Linked DNA regions of Canis lupus: region 2 is linked to region 1. A link is a contact called in public Hi-C data. All regions are on one chromosome and are shown on one strand. The core of a region is the stretch at or near the end of the contact, and the rest is flanking DNA. Distances in the headings are between cores, read along the strand shown.

Region 1 (6,032 bases), core at 1,895-4,394:
CCATCTTTGAAAGAGACTTTGGACTAGTGGATAATTTCTTGAGAAACTAATTCAAGAACAATTTTCTGAAAAGATTTGCTCCTGTAAATGAAGTGAACCGACCTGAGTTTTAAATATCTCCCTTCACAATGGCTGAAAAAATAGACGGTCACAGCCACAGCAGTCATCTCTTAGGTAGCAATTCTGTGTCCCATCTGTTTTATCATTGTTATTTACACTTCTTAGTGGAGGTGTAGTTTGTGCTTTTCCTTTCGTTCCTCTGCCTTTGGCCTTTTTGTTTGTTTGTATGGATTGTGCTCCCCTGGGAGACCCCAGCACTTTACTGCACCATGACCTCACGAGACACACAGCTCCAGTGCAGCAGTACTGAGGGTTGCTCCTCAGTAAAAATATTCCTTTTTTCCCAGCTGTGACACTGCCTCACTAGAGTGTTTAGTAGGATGCGTTACTGGGCAGTGAGGAGATCCTTCTTTACGTGACAGCACTGAAAAATTCAGTCAGAGCAGCCACAGCAGCCTGCAGAGTTAGGCTAGATGGGCCTAAAGTCTATTAGAAACTAGTCCTTTTTAATTTCTTCAGAGATGATTGTATAGCTACCTGAGAAAATGATCTTTTTTTCCCCAAAATTTTATTTAAATTGTAGTTTGTTGACATATAGTGTAATACTGGTTTCAGAAGTAGAATTTAGTGGTTCATCACTTGCATATAACACCCAGCACTCGTCTCCACAGGTGCCCTTCTTAATGCTCATCCCCCAGTAATCCCCATCTCCCACCCACCTCCCACCAGCAACCCTCAGTCTGTTCAATGTGAACTTCATAATGTAATCACAGCCCACTCCCCTTGACCTAATGCTAGTCTCTTTTCCTAGTCTCCCTGCATCATGTGGCCTAGCATTATCTGTCCCTATTTCATCACTCACTGCTGCTTACACTGACCTTGAAGGGACCGAGAAACTTGCTGTGTGACTTGGGAGCCATCACATTGATCTCTGAGCTTACTGCTCTCCTCATCTACCGGGATGAAATTTGTGGTGTGCTATTTGTAAGATATGGAGTTCCCCAGAGGAAAAGGATTGGGCAATACAAAAAATATAAATGATCAAAACAAAGCAGAAACTACCTCGAAGTATCTGAGGGTATTTAAAGGTGTTTAAACCACTAGAGGGAGCCCACATTGTTCTGATTTCTAAAAACTAATGTTTAACAGCTTGATTTTATTGGCTGTAGAGAAGGATACCTTCCACCAATGATTTATGCATGCATAGTTTCAGTGATCTCCATCATTTTGCTTTAAGTTGGAAATACCAGGTCCAGACCACTAGCACTATGGTGATCTTTTATTCCATATCACAGAACCTGGTGTGGGCAAAGTGATTTGAGCAAGGACCTTGCTATGGTTCTGGAGTCCCAGGCTCCCGCCTCCCTCCCAAAACCCCTGCAGGTTTAGTCCCATTTGGCAGAATGTCAGTCATGCCTAGCTGTTATGCTAGGCTCTTGGCAGCTGTCCTTCTTGTTCACGGATAAGACTCTCAGGCTCATGAGCACCCAGGGAGCATGTGTCGTGGCCTCTTTCCACCTTTCCTCCCTTGCCTTCTCCCAGATGGCTCTGCCCCAGTGATTTCTCTGGTCCCTTCATCTCTTCAGATTCTCCAGGTTTTCTATCTTTCCGTTAATGGAACTCTGTTAGTGCGTTATTGTCTGCGGATGGCCTTGTGCATAGAAAGGATTACTGGAAATTGCTTACTTTTTAATATTCAGGTGATTAAAACTGAATGTGAAAAATGATGTTTCTTATGCTCAACTTTAAAGCTTTGTTTTATTTGTAAATCTAGTAAATTTTACATGAAAATCACAATCATTTTCATTTATATTCTGAGTAATATTCAATAAACTTATAAACAAACATTAGGATTCCTTATTAACCTCCACACAAAATTAATTAAGTTAAATTTTATTTGCAGACTTTATCTGACTCAAACATGTCAAAAGCTTGGCAAAGCATCCTTGGACTATAACAAGTGAATTCTTCTGAGCAATAAGCAACTCATCAAATACATCTAACTCATAAAAGTAGGTTAGATTCTGTTAAGCATTTCAGACATGTTAAAAGAAGAAAGCACAAAATAGCTCAATGACTTTTTAGAAAATATTGTCATGACCTTATTATAGGGCGTATCCAAAGTTGTTTATATTAACTTCTTCACACCAGGGCTCCTCATCCACCCAGAAGGCACAGAATTACTGTCTCAGACCCCCATAAAACTGAGTTTTATTGACAAGGCTGAGTCAAGGCACAGGACTGGGAATGCTTCTAGTTATTATTACCAAAGCCACAGTTTATTGAATCCATTTGATAGGAGTGGCTTTATAGTAGTAAGACTTAAACATTCAGGACTTATAATACCCCTTATACTCCAGATATGACTGATTTTGTTACTGAGAAATTTGGGTTAATGCAGTTCTTCACACACCAGCCTACCCAGTCCACCTACAAACCTTTTTACAGGATGCTTCCTCTTTTGTTCACTGGTCTAGACTAACCTATAGAAAGTCATGTAGACTGGCAGCTTATCCAGCCTTTCTAAACCATCATAGATTACCCCAACCAAATGCAGAATGCATACACTGATAAAGCTAAAATATTTATTGGCTTATTTTCTGTAATGGGTGCATTTGTGTGTGTGTTTTTGTGCGCACATGTGTGCACCTGTGCACACACATATCTTAACTAATGCATCTTTTCAGGGTTTAAAAGACAAATCCTGTCCTCAGGTTAATTACATTCAAGGGTGATTTTAGTACCAACATACGTAGAATTATAGTTGAGGATAAAAGCTTAATATATCATTCCACTACATTTCATTGATACTAAGGGCACATTTTTTTACTTTAACACCTCTGAAAGTGACTGCATTTTACAGTGGCTGCCATGATATAGTTGCCGTTGCCAGTACTCGGGCAAATTCAGTGTTTCTCCTGATAGCATGATTTGGCAACTGCAACTCCTCCTAGTTTCAGCCAACAAGCTGTTAAGCATTCTTTGAATAAGGGAAAATGAGCTCTGGGTGGTGCAGAAAACCTCTCACCGACTCCCTCTGATAAGATTAATCAAGGAGCAGCTTTGGAACTTGCATGTAGGTGTTAGCTGCTTGGAACAGTGGCCTGGGTGCTTGGTGAAGCACTCTTTTAACCACTGCTGCACCCCCTACCCTCCTGGGCCACCCAGAGTTTTTCTACTGAAACCCTGAGTACCCTCCCTCCATCCACTATGAGACGAGAATTGATTCTGAAGTGTTGGACTCTAAATGTGGGGGGAAAAAAGAAAAAGTGAGGAGTATGTTGTGCTGGTATATTGTGCTTTGTTTTCTTACATGGATCATAAGAGTGATTTTAAAAATATTTCTGAAGGAGTCTTAAAGGCCCCTTTAAAATGGAATTCTCGGTGATGAGAACACATTGTATAAGATTGAAATGAGGCAATAGCAGCAGGAAGTGGGGTTTCACCTTCCATTTCCCACCTCTTCCTCTCCAACACCAGCTTTTTTCCACTGCTGTTAACTCCAGCTTCTGTGCCTTACAGATGCCTCCTTCCTCTGGTCAGTGGCCTTCCTTTTTGCCCACTGAAATCCTACTCTTCCTCTGCCTAAACCCTCCTTGGTAAATGCTTCCCCATCTAGAGCATTTCTTTATATTCAAGGTCCTTCTAAGGAGGTATATCATTTGTATGACACTTGAATGTATGTTACTATGGAAATGTTTTGTGTTTGCTTCACACCTGAATTCCACACCTATAATAGATTATAAGCTCTTTGTGATAGGGTCTGTGTCTTCTTTGTTCTTGTCATTTTATCCATAATGCAGCATTGCAATGTGCTCACTTGATAAATGCCTGTTGATTTTAGCTGGGCTCTAAATTTTTCTAGAAGTCAGAAATATGAAAACATTTTTTAAGTCTTTTTTTAAAATTCTTTTTAAGGGGATCAAGGGGAGGGGCAGAGGGAGAGAGGATATTAAGCACGTTCCATGCCAAGGGCGTGGAGCCTGACTTGGGGCTCGATCTTATAATCCTGAGATCATGACTGAGCAGAAATCAAGAATCAGGCACTTAACTGACTCAGCCACCCAGGTGCCCCAGAAATATGAAAACATTTTATGAGAAAAACAGGGGCAAATGCTTCAACTGGCCCCTCCCCAGTGGTTTCTCAATGTGAGCTCTGAGACTCTGGTGGAGAAGGCTACTGGTGATCCCCTAATTTTGCCTGGGGTGTGATTTTTCACCCCTTGCTCAGTATTCACCACTGCCTTAAGTTATTCAGGTCTGGGAATGTTCTCCCATGCTCCAAGAATCACAGTCTCAAGACTGCTGCATTGCAAAACTGATGGTGAAAGAACACATAGACATGCCCAGTAGCTTCCCAGGGTAAAGCAGCCCCCTGTTCCACCGGCCTACAGCCAGACAGCAACCCCATCAGTCACTGGGGCCTTATCCTGCCACACATACACCCTTCACAGCACAGAACAAGGATTCATTACTTCATGCTTTAAAAAAGTACATGAGCAGAGCAACTCTATGTTACTTCAATTCTTTAAAATAATTACCAGGTTGTTAATGACTTGACTCACAGCTGAGAATTTATTATGATAGGCACAAAATATGTGAGTCATTCCACATAAGAAGTACAGAGATGAAGAAACAAAATTGGAAATTACACATCAACATTAAGATATATACCATGAATGTCACTTTAGAGTTCTCTAATTTCATGTTTAGATCAGCTCAACTTGTATTACTTTTTTCCTTCTTTTCTGAATATATCATAAAAGCAATATCAAAAATATTATATTTGAGGGATGCCTGGGTGGCTCAGTCAGTTAAGCATCTGACTCTTCATATCAGCTCAGATCTTGATCTCAAGGTCCATGAGTTCAAGCCTTGCATTGGGCTCCATGCTGGGCAAGGAGCCTACTTAAAAGTATATATATACACATACATGTATGTATAAGTATACATGTATATATATAAGTATATATATAAGGTATATTTGGGGTAAATGCTACAGTTTTACCAATCAACTTGCTGCAGGGGGTCTCTGCTCAAATAGTAGGTGCCTCAAGGGTCTGTGGGGGGCGAAGGATGTGTGGGAAGTAGGGGAGTCACAGGATGCTGAAAAGGTGACATCTCTCCTAGCTGTAGGTCTCCCCCTGCTGGGGGAACAGGACCCTGAAAGAGAGGCCCTTCTTATCTTGTATCAGAAAAAGAGCAAGGAGTGAATCTTATTTGAATTGCTTGGTGTCCATTTACATTTAAATTTACATTCAACATTTAATTCACTTGGAAATTATTTTTGTTTTTGAGGTAGGAGTCCAACTTTGTATCTCCCAAAGGAATAGCCATTTATATTTGTACCACTTATTAAATAAGTTATCTTTTTTTTTTGTTATCTTTTCTAACAACCTGAAAATCTTTATCACATGTTTTAAGACTGTCTATTTTATTTTCATTGACCTTTCTCTCTCTTTTTGATCCAATCCACATTGTTTTTTTTTTTTTTTTTTTTTTTAAAGATTTTATTTTTTTTTTTTAATTATGATAGTCACAGAGAGAGAGAGAGAGAGAGGCAGAGACACAGGCAGATGGAGAAGCAGGCTCCATGCACCGGGAGCCCGATGTGGGATTCGATCCCGGGTCTCCAGGATCGCGCCCTGGGCCAAAGTCAGGCGCCAAACCGCTGCGCCACCCAGGGATCCCCAATCCACATTGTTTTAATTATAGTTGTTAGAGTTTTACTATTTGGTATAGCAAATTTTTCCCTAAAATTTTCCCTCCTACATTTTTTTTCCCTAAAAATTTGTTGGTAATTCTCATACATTTATTTTTCCATATGAACTTTAAAATGATTCAGTTCAATTTTAACAAAATCCATTGGGCTCTGATTGAAAGTGTCTTAAATTTATATATGAATTTTAGAAAGATTAACACTTTGTAATAAGTTTGCCCATCTAAGAACATTGTATTTAGGGTCTCTGTTT
Region 2 (6,032 bases), core at 2,324-4,823, 320 kb after region 1:
AGATTTACTCTTGTGTTTTCTGCTAAGAGTTTTTCTAGTTTTAGCTCTTACATTTAGGTCTATTATTCATTTTGAGTGAATTTTTTGTGTAAGATGTGAGGTACAGATCCACACTTATTCTTTTGCACATGGCTATACAGTTGTCCTGGCACTATTTGTTGAAAAGACTATTCCTACCCACTGAACTTCCATGGTACCCTTGTTGAAAATCAATTGAGCATAAGGGTAAGGGCTTATCTCTAGACTGTTGATTCTTTTTTATGGGTCTAATTGTCTATTTTTATGTCAATATTATACTGGCTTAATGACTGTAGCTTTATAGGGAGTTTTGAAACAAGAATTTGTGATTCCTCCAACTTTTTATTCTTTGAGATTATTTTGGCTATTCTGTGTTCCTTGTATTTCCATATGACTTTAAGAATCAGCCTGCTGAGTTCTACAAAAAAGCAAGCTGGGATTTTGTTAAGTACTACATTGGAATCTGTATTAGAGAGTTTTGGTATTAGGTTAATACTGACCTCATTTAAATGAGTTAGGAAGTGTTCCTTCTTCTTCTAGTTTTTGGAAGACTTGTGAAGAATTGCTATTTCTTCCTTAAATGTTTGGTATAATTCACCAGTGAAGACATATGGGACTAGGCCTTTCTTTGAGGGGAGTTTTAAAATGACTGATTCCGTTGCTCCATCTAGTGTAAGTATGTCCAAAATGTTTATTTCTTCTCAAGTCCATTTTTATAGTTTTTGACTTTCTAGGAATTCATTTACTTCATATAGGTTATCTAATTTGTGGGCATTCTTATTGTTCATAGCAGTCTCTTAAAAGTTCTTGTTTTTGTAAGGTCAATAGTAAAGTTTCACTTTCATTCCCAATTTCTGCTCTTTTTTTTTTGTTTACATTATTGCCCGTCCATTCCTCTCTCCTCTCCTCCACCCCCAGTGTAGGGCCTGGACTCATGGAAGGTTCTATCCCATTAATTGCCTTATAAGCCAATATAGCTAAGTGTCAATGGAAAACTATCAGACCAAAACGGAAGGGCTAGAATCCTAACCAAAATACCTTAGCACGACCGCATATTGGAGCTTCAGCACCAGGGGTGCCATTGCTCTGGAGGGCTTCTAGGGGTAGCATGGATGATATTCTCATCCTAACAGGAATGAGTTTTTCTGCTTCAGAATGCATTTCAGAACCAGGGATATTGTCCTCCTTATCCCAAGCAATTGTTAGCTCTTTCCTTCTCCAGACTGAGAGATGAGGGAGCATGCAACCTGGATTATCTAAGGAACACAGGAAAGCCTGTCTGCAGCAGCACAGGCACAGCTCTGGCCCTGAGTCACCGTGGGGAAAAAGTGCAGGACCCTGATTCACCTGCTCAGTGTGAGGCTCCATCACAATGCCCTGCCCCCTGCAAAAGCGAGACGCCCAGGGAACTCAGGCTCCCATTTTGGCTCTCCCCGTGGAGGGAAGAACATCCTAAGGTGGCCACTTTACCTCTTGTAGAGCCAGCTTGGTCAACACGAAAATAGGGTTGCTTGGCCAGCTGGCTTGAAGTCCTGTCCAGCCTAGCCACTTATGATTAGGTCACCAAAAAACATGTAGGCTTTGTTTGAACACTCTGAGCCTAGGGAAGCTTCCCCTACCCGACCCCTGCAGCAGGCCCTGGTTTGGGAGTCAAGCTACCTGGGCCAGAAAGCCGTCTCTACTTCCAAGGTCATAGCTTGCATATTCAGTTTCTCTTCCTCCATTTCTTCATCTATAAAATGGGGACAATGCTAGCACCTATCTCAAGCAGTTGCTGTGAGTGCTTATAAAGGAGATAACATTGCATACAGCTCCTCCCATTGTGCCTGGTAGACAGTAAGCATGTAAAAGATATTAGTGTTGGAAACGAATCTGTGCCTTTAGAATTCGACCATTAGTCCCAGCCCTGCCCTCTGCAGCCATCATCTGTCTCAGCAGCAGGAAATCTGCTGGGCTGGGGCCTAGCCAGCACTGTGCTAGGCTATTCACCACCCAGGGAAGGGTGAGGAGATGGGTCGTGGCATCTCTGTGTCTTGCTCCTGCACTATTTCAGGGGAGGGGACTTCAGACCTCTCCCCAGTGCAATACCCAGAGCTCATAGTCATCTGACTTCAAGCACCTCCTCTGCCACCTACTCACCCTGAGATTCCATGAGGGGTGAGTTCCTCAACCTCTGAACAACCATTCATTCATTTTTAAAATGGAAATCACTACCTGTGTCAGAAGGAGGAAGATTAAATCACTAATGCTTTAAATCTGATAAGCAGCACTGGCACATACTAAAAATTCATTTCAGATCATAAAAAGTCACTGTTCTGCTCTTACTTTTTCTCTTTCATCATGAAGAGCCCCCTGCCCACCCCGTCCCCAACCTCCCACCCCCTGTTTCAAATAAAGGGCACGCTATAAGTCTCAGTAAATTTGATCTTATCTGAGATCAAGCAGAGGTGGCTTTGATGTGATGGACAAAAGTTCAGATTGGGCCTGTTTTACACAAACTGCCTCCTCTTTTGGCTGATAATGTAACCTAGCTGTTTTATCCTCTTTACATCACCAGTGCTCAGGCTGACACTACAGTCAGAATGAGTCTAAGGTGAGCTCAACCTGATACTCTTGCACTGTGATGTCCTGGGGGCCTCTGACTCAGGAACCAAGGAGTACTATGTGGTTAGACCACTGCCTCTCCTTCTCCTGGTGGCCTTAGGACTTGGAGGGCAGGACAGGGGCAAGCGAGCCAGGGCTCAGAGAATCACCACCTGCAGCCGCACAGAGGGACCTCACGAGGACCACCACTTTGTCTCCATCAAGTCAAGGCCTTTTCCTCTGTGTAACCATATCCAAAATGCAAAGAGGCCCCTGGAGAGGTCCAGGGGCTGTGCCTTTGCCACTTCCAGGAGTCTGTGCTCAGGGGATTTGGTAGGGATGCAGCGGGTGCAGTGGCAGCCACAAGGGGGAAAGGAGCATTCTGTGCCATTTTTACTGAGTCACGTTTCCAAGTTGATTGAAAGTAGGATTTTTAATAATATATAGATTGTGACTAAAGGCTTGCTCTTGCCAAATACTAGCATAAAGCGGGTTTTTACAGCTGGGATGATAAATCCCAGAAAGGCGGCGCTTACCATGGAAACGCTGACACAGCCTTTCATTCCCCTTCACAGTGATTAAAATCCTCATTTCAATTTGTTTTTCTTTATTTTGGGCCAGAGTCATTTGCAAGCCCAGGAATAGATCTTGCTCTGATAGAAAACTAAATGCTGCCCCCTATCGGAAATAAGATGGAACCACTTCAACCTGCCGGAGGGCTGTAGATCTTGCTAGGTAGAATTACGGAAACGCAGGAAAACTGGTTTTCTTACTAATTGTCTTACCAGGAAGGAAATTCCTGCAGAACTCACCCTTGTTTTCCCAGGGCAAGCGAAGCGAGGAAGGGAAAGCAGCTAGTGAAGGGCGTGGTGTCAAACCAGAGGTCGCTCTGGGGAACTGGCAGCGGCCTGGACTCTGCACCCCCGCCCCCCTGGAGAGGCAGGGGAGCCTCTCGCTGGTTGCAGGCTGCTCCACATCAATTCTTATAGGGCCCTGGCCTGCTGACCATCGCAGGCTCCCATGGCCAGGGCAGCTCCGCAGGCAGGCAGGGAGGCAGCCCTAGGCAGATGGAGTCCAGCCCTTGGGATGTTGAGGTCCCAATGGGCACCATTGGCCTGTCTGCTGCACCCGCTCTCCATTATTCCTTGTATTCCTCTGTGGGATGTTTCATTTGCAGGCATATTTTATGACCCTGGAATGCATGTGCCCTCCATTTATTTAAGGCCTGTAGTCTCTGCTGAACCAAAAGCTCAGTAATCCTACTAACCAAATGTCCAGGAATGTCTTTCTACTTTCCAGTTCTCTTCATTGATAATAAAACCCACAATGGATCCAGCCACACTTGTTAATCTACCAGTGAGATCCCAGCAGAGTTCCTGGGCCGAGAGCTGACAGGGTCTCAGATTTCAGGGTCCCCACTGAACACGCTTTGTTCAATTCTGCTGATGACATTAGAATGTGGCCTTATAACACTCGAGCATTTCCCCAATCCTGCACATGGCCAGTGCTTCGGAATAGGGTTTTCTGAAGTGTGTCCCACAGGTATTCTGTGGGCAGAGATACTGCTCCAAGAAGGGTTCAGAGATTGAACAAGGTTGATAACATTGCTAGCTATAGCACCCTCTTAAGGTCACAATACTCCTCAGTGAACTAGAGGCTCCGAGAAGTCCTGAAGGGAGGAAATCCAATGAACTTTAACTCCGTGTTCCCCAACTTGCTTCCTCACTGGAGCATGTCCTCACAGAACATCTTTATCATCCTGTGACAATTCAGCCACATGACACATAACATGCTCTGTCTTGCTTGTCCTTTTTATTTTTTATCTTCCAGGGTCCTAAAAATATTTTTATTATACAAGTATTACCTGTTCATTGTCATAAACTGGAAAAAGTTTTCTCCTTTGTGAGAAGGGAGTTTTGTTGTCAAAGGAGCCAATCTGTTCCCTAGACTGTGTTCAGTTTTATGGCCCCTGATTCTAAGTAGCAGGTTTCACACATTTCAGCCAACGGTGGCCAAAGAATAATTTTGAATTCTTTCCAAACCCTGGGTGGAGGAAGCTTCCTGTGCCATATGTTGTGCCTTTTACAGGGAGTGGCAGGCCCAGAAAACAAACAAGTTGGTAGGAGGAGAAAAAAATTATATATGATGATTTTTCGGCTATGTGAAGGTATTTATTATAAAAAAGATGGGAGTGAAATACACCCAAGAATTAGGAAGTTTCCCTCTCAAAGATGGGCTCAAAGGCAACTGATTTCTCTGCTGTTGTAAAAGCAATACTTAAAAATAAGTATTTTTAAAAGTCACCCCTACATACAGCAGGCCAATTTCAGTGAGGATTAAAGTCAAGCAGGGAATGTGGAGTCTGGCACGGGGCCCCTGCCTGGGGGCGGGGAGCCCTCACATCTTTCCCACCCAAGAGGCCCCAGGCTTGCTTAGGGTAGCATCGTCTCCTTTTCCTTGAAAACAAGCCATATTTGGGAGTCATGGGTGGCTCGGGGTGAAGTGGAAGGTGTAGCTGGTTGCACTGACCCTCAGAGCAGCCGCAGGAGGAAACCACCGTTACTTCCCCTTTTCATCAATGCTTTCTGAACACGAGCTCATTTCTGCCATAGAGGTGCTAGCCTGGGACACTCATCTTTCAAGTCTGAGTTCAGAGAGGGTCTGTGAGGACACTGAGAGCACACAGCACAGAGCTGAGCTGATGTCTGCCTTACAGCAAATCTGGCAAGCATAAACTGAATTCCCAAAGGGTCCTTGGAAAGTTACTGTTTAAGAAAGTTCCTGCCCTAAGTATGACGTAGAAGCAAGGATGCAATCTGAAGTCAGGGGGAAGACACCTAATGTGTAACTTCAGTTGTCCTTTCCAAGATAATGGCTTCTCTGAAAAGCTGAGGACAACTCTGATGGCATCCTTTGGTGGCTAGAAGGCCATTCTGGGGGGTACAAGCTCCATGTGTGTAGTGAGAAGCCACAGCTCCCTGCTTCCAACCATCTCCTTGCCTGCTCGGAGCAGAAGCCAGCTAGTCGTCTGGGCTGTGCAGGACCACTGCAGGAGCTGCAGATCCAGAGGGGGCCTGCTAGGCAGATGGCCCATGTCCACCGAGTGCTAATCAGGTGCCACAATGACTCCACCACTGATGCTTAAGCACAGCATTCTGCTGACACAGGAGAGAGGACCCAGAGAAACCATGCTCAGTCTCTCATGCTGTTGGATCCCCTCCTCGTGAGCCCCCTGACCCCCTCAACCACATGGCAGCTTCCATTATTCGCAAATCTCTGGTCCCTGTTGTTTTCTCTTCTCGGCGTTTATCACTCACTGGTGTTCTGTTATCTCCCTCTTCTTTGTGAGAGGGAGATATGTGGGTGGTTGTGTTCACCTTGATTCTCTAGCATCCAGAACACTATCTGGCACAAACAGATGCTCCCTGTTA

What was found. A called contact is a pair of places that touch in the nucleus more often than the background predicts.
Region 2: a Hi-C map of amygdala shows a contact between it and region 1, with 7 times the contacts expected there. The contact joins two enhancer-like sites. A contact is called at or near these places in 5 of 9 Hi-C or Micro-C datasets (amygdala, blood and liver).

The regions. Positions count from the first base shown.
Region 1 is chr23:2,966,442-2,972,473 of UU_Cfam_GSD_1.0, forward strand. The region is part of intron 10 of ANO10 (anoctamin-10); the gene reads left to right. Among named protein-coding and RNA genes, the nearest start is that of ANO10, 100 kb to the left of the region's middle. Within about 2 kb of position 3,145, at least 3 of the 20 cell types and tissues checked have an H3K27ac peak or open chromatin away from gene starts, as enhancers often do.
Region 2 is chr23:3,281,093-3,287,124 of UU_Cfam_GSD_1.0, forward strand. No RefSeq gene overlaps it. Among named protein-coding and RNA genes, the nearest start is that of SNRK, 120 kb to the left of the region's middle. Within about 2 kb of position 3,574, at least 6 of the 20 cell types and tissues checked have an H3K27ac peak or open chromatin away from gene starts, as enhancers often do.